Linked DNA regions of Mus musculus: all the other regions are linked to region 1. A link is a contact called in public HiChIP or PLAC-seq and promoter capture Hi-C data. All regions are on one chromosome and are shown on one strand. The core of a region is the stretch at or near the end of the contact, and the rest is flanking DNA. Distances in the headings are between cores, read along the strand shown. Region 1 holds the start of Eras (ES cell-expressed Ras). Region 2 holds the start of Was (Wiskott-Aldrich syndrome). Region 3 holds the start of Wdr45 (WD repeat domain 45).

The links. HiChIP or PLAC-seq counts read pairs in DNA pulled down with a chosen protein or histone mark. Capture Hi-C pulls out chosen DNA fragments and counts their contacts.
Region 2: a contact with region 1 is called in a promoter capture Hi-C map of adipose tissue. The contact joins the promoter of Was here to the promoter of Eras in region 1. A contact is called at or near these places in 13 of 39 promoter capture datasets (the 3T3-L1 cell line, the HPC-7 cell line, HPC-7-derived erythroid cells and 7 more), 1 of 15 datasets of contacts at CTCF or cohesin (pro-B cells), 36 of 484 Hi-C or Micro-C datasets (the AML12 cell line, the G1E-ER4 cell line, the N1E-115 cell line and 14 more), 14 of 115 datasets of contacts at active chromatin or transcription factors (the SCID.adh cell line, bone marrow-derived dendritic cells, embryonic stem cells and 5 more) and 4 of 9 other capture datasets (adipose tissue, embryonic stem cells, liver and 1 more).
Region 3: a contact with region 1 is called in an H3K4me3 HiChIP or PLAC-seq map of embryonic stem cells, with 10 read pairs. The contact joins the promoter of Wdr45 here to the promoter of Eras in region 1. A contact is called at or near these places in 2 of 39 promoter capture datasets (embryonic stem cells and liver), 1 of 484 Hi-C or Micro-C datasets (uterus), 3 of 115 datasets of contacts at active chromatin or transcription factors (all in embryonic stem cells) and 2 of 9 other capture datasets (adipose tissue and liver).

The regions. Positions count from the first base shown.
Region 1 is chrX:7,926,689-7,930,654 of GRCm38.p6, reverse strand. It overlaps Eras (ES cell-expressed Ras), which reads left to right and starts at 2,048. Exons shown (of 2, transcript NM_181548.2): 1 at 2,048-2,186. Hdac6 (histone deacetylase 6) reads left to right here. Exons shown (of 29, transcript NM_001130416.1): 29 at 118-533. The coding sequence ends at 186.
Region 2 is chrX:8,088,298-8,091,914 of GRCm38.p6, reverse strand. Was (Wiskott-Aldrich syndrome) reads left to right here and starts at 1,424. Exons shown (of 12, transcript NM_009515.2): 1 at 1,424-1,624; 2 at 1,931-2,071; 3 at 2,573-2,659; 4 at 2,777-2,879; 5 at 3,000-3,041; 6 at 3,138-3,191. The coding sequence starts at 1,487.
Region 3 is chrX:7,720,285-7,724,137 of GRCm38.p6, reverse strand. Wdr45 (WD repeat domain 45) reads right to left here and starts at 1,918. Exons shown (of 11, transcript NM_001290792.1): 1 at 1,760-1,918; 2 at 218-289; 3 at 40-114. The coding sequence starts at 272.

The DNA.
Region 1 (3,966 bases), core at 799-3,298:
TAGGGTAGTCTAGGAGAAGCAGTAGTTGAAAGCTGCTGCTACCATGGTGACAGCCTCTCTCTGGCTGAAATAGAGCCACCCTCACTTTGACCTACCTTGTCCTTCCTTTGTCCTCAGGATCTCCAAGATGTGAAGAACGCTGCCCACCAGAACAAGTTTGGGGAGGACATGCCCCACTCACACTAAATCCCAGACCACACTGCCTGTTTCCCTTCTGAGGCCACAGGCAGGGCAGCTTAGTTCACCGCAGTCCGTACCTTGGATAAGGGGCCTCACTTGAACCCATCTTGAATACCCTTTGCCAGGTGCTTATTTAAGTACAAATCCTTTTCAAAGGACTCTAGTGTTCAGTTGTTGATGTGCCCCTGCCCACTGCCTGCTCGAGGAATACCTCTGTTCTACCCAGAAGGAGGGAGGGACAGCTTAGTAGCCCTAGGAAGGAGCTGAGATCACAAGGATGACATTGAAGGAGACAACGGGGCAGTGGCAGCAGGTCAGCATATTTAATAAAGTTGGAGTTGCTACAAAACCTGAAGAAAGTGCTTTTTTTTTTTATTTTGAAAAACCCGTCATTCCTAGCCAGCACAACTGAGGGAAGAAAGGGAGGAGAGAAGAAAGGAGAGGTCTTCATCAATTCAACTCTATCCATTGCCCCCCCCAAAAAAAACAATTTAACTAAAATTGAAGTAGGCAGCCAGATTGGCTCTGCTGGAGAGTAAATAGAATTCGTGAGCAAATGAGTGCCCAGCATAGAACTAGGAGGCTCACCAGACATGATGGTGCGTGTGCCCTTTATCCCCAAACTTGGAAGACAAAGGCAGTTGGAGTTCAAGGCCAGCCTGGTCAGTTCTAGGCTAGTCAGAAGTACTTAGTAAAAAGACATGAGAACTGTCAGGATGTAGCCTCCTGGGCCTGTTTCCCCATCGACCTCACTGACTGTTTGGGGAGGGTGAGGAAAGGAAGGGTTCAAATTTAACTTCAAGGTCTAGTGGCTATGGGTGGCAGCCGGAGCAAAACTGCAGTGCCTCTAACCAGAGTTAGAGAACTGGAGAGCTTTGCTGGAATTCTATTCCACATCATGAAAATTGCTTTGGCTGATTAGGGATTTTGTTGATTGCCACTTTCTCATCCCAGAGATTCACCTACTCAAAAAGAAGGAGGGCATCTCCCCACCCTTTACATAGGGTCCCATATAAATCAGGCCAACTTTAAACTCGGACCTTGTACATCCTTTTTTGTATGAGTGTTTTGTCTGCGTGTGTGTATTTGCACCATATACATGTCGAAAGCCACGGAGGCGAGAAGAGGATGACAGATCCTCTGAAGCTGGAGTAGACACCTAGCCTGGATCCCCTGGAAGAGCAAGTGCTCTTAACCATTGAACCAGCTCTCCAGCCCTGCCCTTGCACTTCTCACCCACTTCCCTAGCGCTGGGATTGCAGCTAGGTGCTACTTCATACATTTTAGGCAGTGCCTGCATAGCAAGCACTACCAATGTCTAAACCCAGTCCAGTCCCTTTGGGAAACATGACAGATGCTCCAGTTTACATTTCATTGCTCAGAATTCTAGCCTGTGATTGTCATAGCTGCAAGAGAGTCTGAGGGATTTATAACGTGCACTTCTGCTTCAGATAAGTTCTTTCTGACCTCAAAAAAACAAAAAAACAACAAAAAAAAAAACCCTTCCTTTGCAAATGTTTCCCTTCAGAATGCACCCAATCTACCCCGTAGATACCCAGAAACCCAGCTGAAGTTGTATAAATTCCCTGGATCAAAAAATACAAAATGGTTTCCAAAATGTGGCCTTCCAGATCAAATCCTGACACAGCACCATACACTCCAAAGTGGGGTCTTCCAAGTTAAATCCTGACACAGTGCTACACACAAATGGCCCAAGCGGAACCAACCCTACTGCAGTTCAGGCGAAGGAGGGGCGGGGCAGAGGGGGGTGTGCTGTGTAGAGAGGGGCAGGTGGAGGTCCCGCCCACATTTGCTCTTACATTGTGCGATGGGTGAGGGGAAAAGCAGCGGGGTGGGGGTGGGGGGTCAGGGGTCGGGCAGGTGGGAGGGGGAAGCTCACATCTCCGCCCTCTGCTGCCTCTGGGGGTAGGGAGCATCCTAACCCCCAACTGTCCGGTCAGATCCGCCTACTGCCCCTCATCAGACTGCTACTCCTGGGAGCACAGGTAAGCAGGGCTCTGGCGTTCCTTAGATCAGACATCTTTCTCAGCGCGGGATTCCAGGGACAGGGGCTCCGCCTTCCCCATCCCTGCCTCATGAGGGGAGTGAGCCTTGCACTCGGTTCACTTAACTGAGTGCTAGCGCTGAGCGGGAAGCGGACTTTCTTGAGGTAGGAAGGAGCACTAGGGCCACCGGTCTAACTTGAGTCTGAAGTGGAACACAGGAACAGGTTAGGGTTACCCTTCCCCTTCTCCAACCCCGAGCTTTACACCTGACTCTGACACGGAAAACCACAGAGACCAGGCGAGTTGTCCAAGCTAACCCCAAGGAAGCTACAGGGTCTCTTATTTGGAGCGACTCCGTACCCTTCCCTCTCTCTTTGACCCTATGTGCCCAGCCTGCTTCTGTGTGCCTTCCTGGGCTCCTGCCTTCCTGGGTCAGAGATGCAAGTCCAGAAGACTGATTCAAGCTGCTCAAAGCTCAAAGCCGCTCAAAACCTCAAGCTCCCTTGAGCTCTTTGGGGGTGCTCCACATAGGGGTTCTGTAACTCGAGCAGAAAGCTGAGGTGCCTTTTGTGGTGTCTGTACCATGCCCGCCTGAAGCCGGTCCCGGTTTAGTGTGGCCATACCGAGGACTCACTCAGCCTCTCCTTAACCGCCAGTACCCTAGGGAGGCGACCTTCTTATATTTATCCCCACCTCCCATCATAGCATTCCCCAGATTTGCTGCTGCTCTCCTCCCAAATTTAAGAGTCCTTTCGATCTTGAAAGGGAGCTGTTCGCTTCCAGAGTATATCGGAATCTGACCTCTCTCTCCTTTTCACCGGCTCTACTGCCACCCTCGACCCGCCCTTGGATTCTTTCACTACCCGGGGCCTCCTCACTGAGGTCATCCCAGTTCTTTCTCTGATCGAGCCTCCACAGACTCTTCCCTGTCGATGTCCCCAAACTCTGAGGTACTCCAAAGTTCTATTCTCTGGCCGCTTCTCTCCTCACCCTTGTGCGGGCAAGCACTCTCGGAGGCCCTTTCAGAGGATCCCTCCACCTGAGACCTTCCCCCAACCCCCGCCACGCCTCACTATCCAAAACACTGCCGAATCTCCTCGGGACCCCTGGAACCCACTACCTGCCCCTGAACTGCGGCTCCTCCCTCCGAGCCCCTTCCCTTTTCTAGTGAAAACAGGATATGGAGGTGCATTCAGTGAGTTAATGACTTGCTAGTAATAGCTAACACAAATTGAGCACCTGCTGTGTGCCGAACCCTCTTCTACTATGCAAGATAATTTGCTTACTTATCATATTTATTGTCTCTCTTTTCAACCAGAATCTCTCTTGAAGGCCTCTGGAGTTGAGTCTGTTTTGTTCTGGGCTGCATACAGGGAGAGTTTTTAGAAAGTTAGCTAAGATTAAATAATAAAATACCCAATTTTGAGAACTTGTTATCTGGTGCCAAACAATGTGAGATTATAGAGTGTGGAATAGAACATAAAATGTAGAACAAAGCGATCGGTTCACAGCAGTTGCGACTAGTTTTGTTGGGGGCAGGGTTGTTTTGAGGTTTTAGTTGCTATTGTTGGGTTTTTTTGGTTTTTTTTTTTTTTTTTTTTTTTAGTAAAGGTCTCTCTCAGTATGTAGCCCTGGCTGGCCTGCAACCCACAGAGATTCACCTACCTCTGCTGGAATAAACCTGTGCATGACCTTGGAACTTAGCAAAAGAACTTAGGTTATTATAATCGTTATTATCATTATTATATTTAATATTTTAATTTATTTCGTATCTTTATCA
Region 2 (3,617 bases), core at 175-2,674, 160 kb before region 1:
CCCAACATAATAAAAAAATCAATCAAGATGTTGTTTTAGTATTTATTTATTTATACTGTCAAGTCCTTCCTTCCCGAATGAGATTGAAAAGAAAGTAATTAGGGCCAGGCATGGTGATACAGGCCTTTAATCCCAGCACTCAGAAGGCAGAGGCAGATGGATCTCTGTGAGTTCAAGGCCAGCCTGGTCTATAGAGTGAGTTTTAGGACAGCCAGGGCTCTACACAGGGAAAACGTGTCTCAAAACAAACAAACAAACAAACAAACAAACAAAAGCAAAGCAAAGCAAAGCAAAACAAAACAAAAACCAAATAAAACAAAAACAAAAAACAAAAAAGGGGTGGGGGTCTGAGTTTAGGCTAGAGAGATTGTTGAGTGGTTAAGAGCACTGACTGCTCTTCCAGAGGACATAGGTTCAAATCCCAGAACACACATGGCAGCTCAGGACTGTCTGTAACTCTGACACCCTCACACAGACATACATGTAGGCAAAACACCAAGGCGCATAAAATAAAAATAAATTTTACAAAAGAAAGTAATTGGGGTCTGGAGAGATGGCTCAGTGATTAAGAGCACTGACTGTTCTTCCAGAGGTCCTGAGTTCAAATCCCAGAAACCACATGGTGGCTCACAGCATCTGTAATGAAGATCCAATGCCCTCTCCTGGTGTGTCTGAAGACAGCGACAGTGTACCCGCATACATGAAATAAATAAATGAAAAAGAAAGTAATTAGGGAGCTACAGGGGGCAAGAGTAAAAGATGGGGAAGTGAGTCATGGCCTTCTATATCATTGGCAACGTCCAAAGCTAGAGATTAGTTCATATGCCTTTTTTTTTTTTTTTTTTTTTTTTTTTTTGGTTTTTCGAGACAGGGTTTCTCTGTATAGCCCTGGCTGTCCTGGAACTCACTTTGTAGACCAGGCTGGCCTCGAACTCAGAAATCTGCCTGTCTCTGCCTCCTGAGTGCTGGGGTCAAAGGTGTGCGCCACCACGCCCGGCTCAATATGCCTTTAAAAGGAAAAGCTGTAATGCAATGGCCCTTTAGCACCTGGAGCCTTAGATTCAACCCCAGGCCAAGTCGGTGCTTTTGGAAGACGGAAGGAGGCTACACAGACTTGTGACTACTCTCTGCGTAGCTACCCTGAAGGAGAAGCTCTGCAGATGGCGTAGCTCTCCCTCAGTGTCCGACTAGAGCAAGGCTGATCTAAGCCTGTCAGAAGGAAATGGCCCCGCACAAAAAGGGAGAGGACGTTGGGAAGAAAGAAGAAAGGAAGATGCCCTGAGCTCATTACAAACTTGGATCTAGCCACGCAAATGGAGGAGGGCCCATGCCTGTCCTAGAGAGGAGAACAGGCCCTCTGGGGGGCCCTGGAGGACTTATTTCCCTTGTGGTTTATTGTACTTCCTGTTCCCCTGCTCACTGCGGAAGTTCCTCTTCTTACCCTGCACCCAGAGCTTAGCTGGAGAGGACTAAGGCAGAAGGCAGCATGAATAGTGGCCCTGGCCCTGTAGGAGGCAGGCCTGGGGGCCGAGGGGGACCAGCCGTTCAGCAGAACATTCCTTCCAACCTCCTCCAGGACCATGAAAACCAGAGACTCTTTGAGCTTCTTGGCCGAAAATGCTGGGTGAGTTGGGAGATCTCCTGGTCCTCCCAGTCTCCCTCCCTCTCCTCTTCTTCCTCTCTACTTCTTCTTCCCCGTTCTGCTTCCTCCTCTTACCCATATTTCCCTTCTCCTTGTTCCCATCATCCCTGTATCCCCCTTCTCCCCATCTCCTCTCCTCAGATTCACTCACTCCCCATTATCTTGATGTCTACTCCCCTTCCTCCTGGCTACAGCTCTTTCCCCAAGCTCATGAAAGCCACAGGCAGGCAAGGACCAGGCCTGGTGACCCATGAGCACACTGCACTGACCCCTGCTCTCCCCTCCTAGACACTGGCTACCACAGTTGTTCAGCTCTACCTGGCACTGCCCCCTGGAGCTGAGCACTGGACCATGGAACACTGCGGGGCTGTGTGCTTCGTGAAGGATAACCCTCAGAAGTCCTACTTCATCCGCCTTTATGGCCTACAGGTGACCCCATGCCCCACTGGACAGGAAAGCTAGTTCCCAACTTACAAAACCAGTTTTTGTCCACAGCTCCAAGCCTTCACTCATATCAGTGACCCCCTGAGCTCCAGAACCAAAGACCAATACAGATCCCAAGTTGTGTTTTTCTCATTCTGAGTCTAAGAAGACGGACCTCAGAAGGTTTATATCAAGACTTAGATCTGCTCCACAAATACCTGAGCCTCAGCCTCAAATATGTTCTAAATCATGTTGAATACTCTTAGAACTGGAATCTTAAATTCACAACGTGGAGCCTTCAACTCCTACATATAGGCTTTGGCTCCCAAACCCATATCTCTCATATCGGTGTCTGACTCTCAGACACCTAGAACCCAAACTCTGATAGTGAGCTGAAGCTGAAGAGCTTTAAATAAAACCCCGGGACACCAAACCTGGACACCATGCTCCAGTGGTCTGCCACCCAAGATGCCTGGATTTCAGCATGCACCTCCCCCCACTTTCCAGGCTGGTCGGCTACTCTGGGAACAGGAGCTGTACTCTCAGCTGGTTTATCTCACTCCCACCCCGTTCTTCCACACTTTTGCTGGAGATGTAAGTGAGCAGCTTGTGCATCCTTGCGCTGCAGTTGGGGGGGATGGGGAGGAGATGAGAAAGTCCCGGGGATGTGGGGGGCGTACTAGAAGTTTGCTGACCCCAAGGCATGTATAGGACTGTCAAGTAGGACTGAACTTTGCGGATGAGAGTGAAGCCCAGGCCTTCCGGGCCTTGGTGCAGGAGAAGATACAAAAAAGGAATCAGAGGCAAAGCGGAGGTAAGGAGGCCTTGGTGGGAATTGGGGGGAGGTAGGTTAGACAGAGGTGAGTGCACGGGTGTGAGGCTGGAAAAGCCCCTCTCATGGTTTTGGCTCTCAGTCCACCCTATTTAACCACAGAAAGACGCCAGCTACCACCACCACCAGCACCAATCAATGAGGGTGAGTCCTCTCGTTCAAATAAAGGTTATGAAGAACTAACCCAGAGATGTGGGGGAGCAAGATTAGGGCAGATCTGAACTCATTCCATTTTTCCAGAGAGAAGAGGAGGGCTCCCACCTGTGCCCCCACACCCGGGTGGAGATCATGGGGGTAAGTGGCAATTCTCACATCACTGGAGAGATGGTGGGGGTTAGTAGATGAATGAGTACTTGAGTCTGTCTGTAAATTCATAAAGAGGTGGATGGTGGGTGGACAGATGAGCACGGTGATAGATTGGTGGCAGACATGGCTAAATTGGGAGATGGACTGATGATGGCTTATAGATAAATAGGTACATGAGTATTTGGGTAAATGGATGAAAACTTACTTGCATTTAAGTAATGAATAGGTGGTTCAGAGAATTCATGAATGGGCATGTAAACAGATGAACAGTGGACAAAGAGGGCCGCTGAGATGGAACAGCGCTTGCCACCAAGCCTAGACACCATCGTTCTAGCCCCAGAATCCACATAAAGATAGGAAAGAAACAATTCCACAAAGTTGTCCTCTGACCTCCACACATGTGCCTTGCACGCA
Region 3 (3,853 bases), core at 669-3,168, 210 kb after region 1:
AGCCCTTCTGCCCACTGCCCCACCGCTACAGCCACTCACCAAGATGCCCCTTCTCCATAAGTGGCTCCACATTGTAGATCCGGACGCCTGTCTCCATGGCGCAGCAAAAGCAGCCTGGGGATGGAAGGAATCAGTCGGACTCCCGTATTCTGGGGCTCAGAGTCATCCCTGGCCCTTCTTTTCCTTCTTTCCCACAAAGACACAATCATAAGCTTACTTTGGTCTTGGTTGAAATGTAGGCTGGTCACACCTCGAAGTGGCTGCTGAGTCATGATTCAGGACGGCCTTCCTAGGCGCAAGAAAAGACAGCATTGTGAAGAGTTCCCCAGTGTCCTCTCTGAAGTCCTACAACTTCTGTCCCCCAAATCATTTCTTCTTCCTCACCACTTGGTCTATTTTGTTTTGAGATAGGGTCTTGCTATGTATCCCTGGCTGTCCTGGTACTCCCTATGTAGCACAGGCTGGCCTTCAATTCCCAGCAGTCCTCCAGCCTCCACTTCCTGAGGGATGGGATTATAGGCGTATGCCACCACGCCTGGCTTCCTCCCCATTTTGATACTTTTCTTTGCCAGACTGTAAAAAACAAAAACAAGTGGAGGATACCTCAGAGTATCTGTTTAAACCAAGACCACAGGCAGAACGTATCCCGGCCCATAATGACAAAAAGCCTCATAACAGGCACAAACACCAAGCATGGGGTAATGGGGTAGGGAATATCCCATGGTACCTCCTCCCCCCTCCCAGCCATTCTTAGCTCTAATGTTTGATATGACCTCAAACCTCTCTACAAGCTATTCATCTGCACACCGGCACCCAACTCCACCTGTCAATAAATAGTGGAACAAAAGCTAAGGTTTCAAAAAAAAAAAAAAAAAAAACAAAAAAAAAAAAAAAAAGCTAAGGTTTCCTGCATCTTCACTGCCGTGAATGGCCCATCACCCACAGAACTGCCCTCCTCAAGCCCTTCTAACTTTACCTGGAGGCTTATTCGCCTCCAGGGTATCTCATTTACATCCTCCCATGCAGCATACTTTCCCCAAACCCTTCTCTCATATGACCAACTCTCAAGGCAAAGGCAAGCCTGAGAACCCCCTCCACTCCCTCTACTTAAGTCCTAAAGACCAATCCACACCCTACCCCACACCCGAGGCATTACTCTGACATTCCAAATTCTTCACATGTGACACATTCCATTCCCTATACTGTCTACCCACGACCCCTAAGCTTACACAATGTTACTCATGAGTCCCCTCCCCCTAAAATTTGTCCCTTTTGTCTCCATGCTATCTCTTGAAGGTTCTGCCCTAGGGCACGCTAGCCCCACCCCCTCCCAAAAAAAAAACCCATATCCTGCCTAGGAAAACCTCAACCTACCAATGCTGCTGCTGCTGCTGCTCTGACTCCCTCCCCTAAACATTCCTGCCCTAAAAACCTCGTCCTTTTTTCAAATCCCATCTCTTCCAAGACCTCTCTTCAGGCACACCTATCAGCTAAGATCGCAAATCTACTTTTCTCGCGTAAAACTTGGGTCTTGCTTCTACATGAGCCATACTCTGGAGAGCACTAGCTTCCAAGAGCCCTTTTTAAATCTATGCTCCAAATGCCCACACTAACGAAGAACCCTAATTGAAACGCCTCACCCTCTCCCAAAAGCCATGATCCTTTCCAAGACAGCACCGACTCAAGCCCCCATATCCCCAGCCATCCATCACCTGTCAAGACCTCTAGTAGAAACACCCAACCCATGACCGTGACCAACCCTTGGATCTTGCTCCAGATGCGCGTCACCTCTGCCGACTTGATCACCCCTCCCCGACCCCTGCCCTAGCCGTTGGTGCCGCCTGCGGCACAAATTTCTGACCTCCCGGGCTTTGGTGCCCAGCTCTGCTGTTTACATCAGGTCTTACTTCCGGAGGAGGGAGTCTGTGAACGGAAGTGACTCATTCTGGGCAGAGACTCCAGCCAGGGCTCTTCTCACCCACTTGGCGGACCTGTGGAGCATCCCGAGCAGTAGTAGAGTCCTCCGAGGGAAGTTCCGGAAAAAGAATGAGGGCGGATTAGGGGACTGGAGGCACAAAAGACTGCCCAAAGGCAGGACTGTCTAAGGGAACCCGGGAAAGGGCTTGCCCCCACCCCCAAACGGAAGCGGGCCAAGCATTGAACTCGTTAACTCACGGAGAGATAGAGGGGCAAACCTCCCAGGCTAACGAGTTCTCCGAGTTGGGCTAGAGTGGCTATCAATGTTTGTTTACCTTGTGGCTCTGGGTGCTCCTGGCTGGAATAAAAGATCTTGAAAGTTGAGATCAGCTTGAGTAGGGGAAAGATAAGAGTGGAATTTTACTTTCTTTTCCCCACCCTATTCCTAGCTCTTTACAAAAAGATCCTTTGTTACCGTAAAATGTGAGTGCTCCGGGCGTGATTGCTCACACACCTGTAGTGCTAGTAGTTGGCGAGGGACAGTCGAGGTTGTCTTGGGCTACATGAGGTCCTGTCTTTTTTAACAAAAGCTACAAACAGAGAATGCTTACATGGAAACACAAAAGGCCCCAAATTGCACACTGGAAATATTAGAGTGTTGAGATAAGTGCAATATGCACGACAGTTGTGAGAAATAATAAACGAGTTAGTACTGGCTGTTGAAACAGGATCGGAGGGTTTGTGCCATCCTGAGTTACAAAAAAAAGTCAATAAAAGGGAAAGAAGAATGGGGAACTACCTTGCATTTACCATAATCAGAGCCATAATAGTTAACACTCTGCTTCTGTCTTTACTTATTTTAATTTTTATGTTTTTTTTTATTTTTTTCGAGACAGGGTTTCTCTGTATAGCCCTGGCTGTCCTGGAACTCACTCTGTAGACCAGGCTGGCCTCAAACTCAGAAATCCACCTGCCTCAGCCTCCCAAGTGCTGGGATTAAAGGTGTGCGCCACCACAGCCTGGCCTAAAGACCTTTAGTCTTAATCACCCCTTCCTTTCTATAGTCCCTCCTCTATACTGACCTCCATACTTAATCCTTCTGTTGTAGTTTCCCCTGTTATCCCTTTATATGATTCTATTCTATATCCCATATCCTTAGAAGATTCCCTCCTCCCGGCTACTGTACCATTCTTTAGCTGTGCATCCACAGGCAAGTTGCTGAATCCCACTGAGCCCTGGCTTCCTTACCTATCAAATGTGTTAAACAATAATCACAGCCAACACTCCCTTTCTTTGACTGTTTCCATTTCTCTGTGTGTGTGTATACATGTGGTGCATGTGTGTGTATGTATCATTTTGCATGTGTGTGTAGGCACACATGCATGAGTATGTATACATGTGGGGGCCCAGTGTTGACATTGGGAACCATTCTCAGTCACCCTTGTATTTTGTTCATTGAGGTGAAGGCTTTATTAATGAAAGGAGAAGTATCAGCTCAGGACCCAAGACCAAGTTCTCAGCAAAAAAGATTTATTTATCCCAGAGGGGCAGAGGGCAGGGAATAAGAGACAAAGACAAGAGATAGAGGAGGGAGGAGCAGGGGAAATGGACCAAGGAGAAAGCCAGACAGGCGTTGCATATAGGAAAAAGGAGGTCTATAAAGGTAAAAGGGGAAACCCCATGTTAGGATGAGGTGTTTCATTTTAACTGGGCCTGTTAATTAGGGGAGCCAAAGGGCCACTTTTGATTGCTGGATTTCAACAGTTGATAGCTTGACCTTGTTAATCAGCATCAGGAGGAGGAAGTGGATAAGTAAGGAATAGACCTTGGGGACTAGCTTTAGGAATGGAATCTAATGGTTTTTAGCAAGGAAGAGGGAATGAGAAGGGCAAGGCCTGCCAGAGCCAGGTTGGCCATGCTCAAGCTGGCCAGAGTC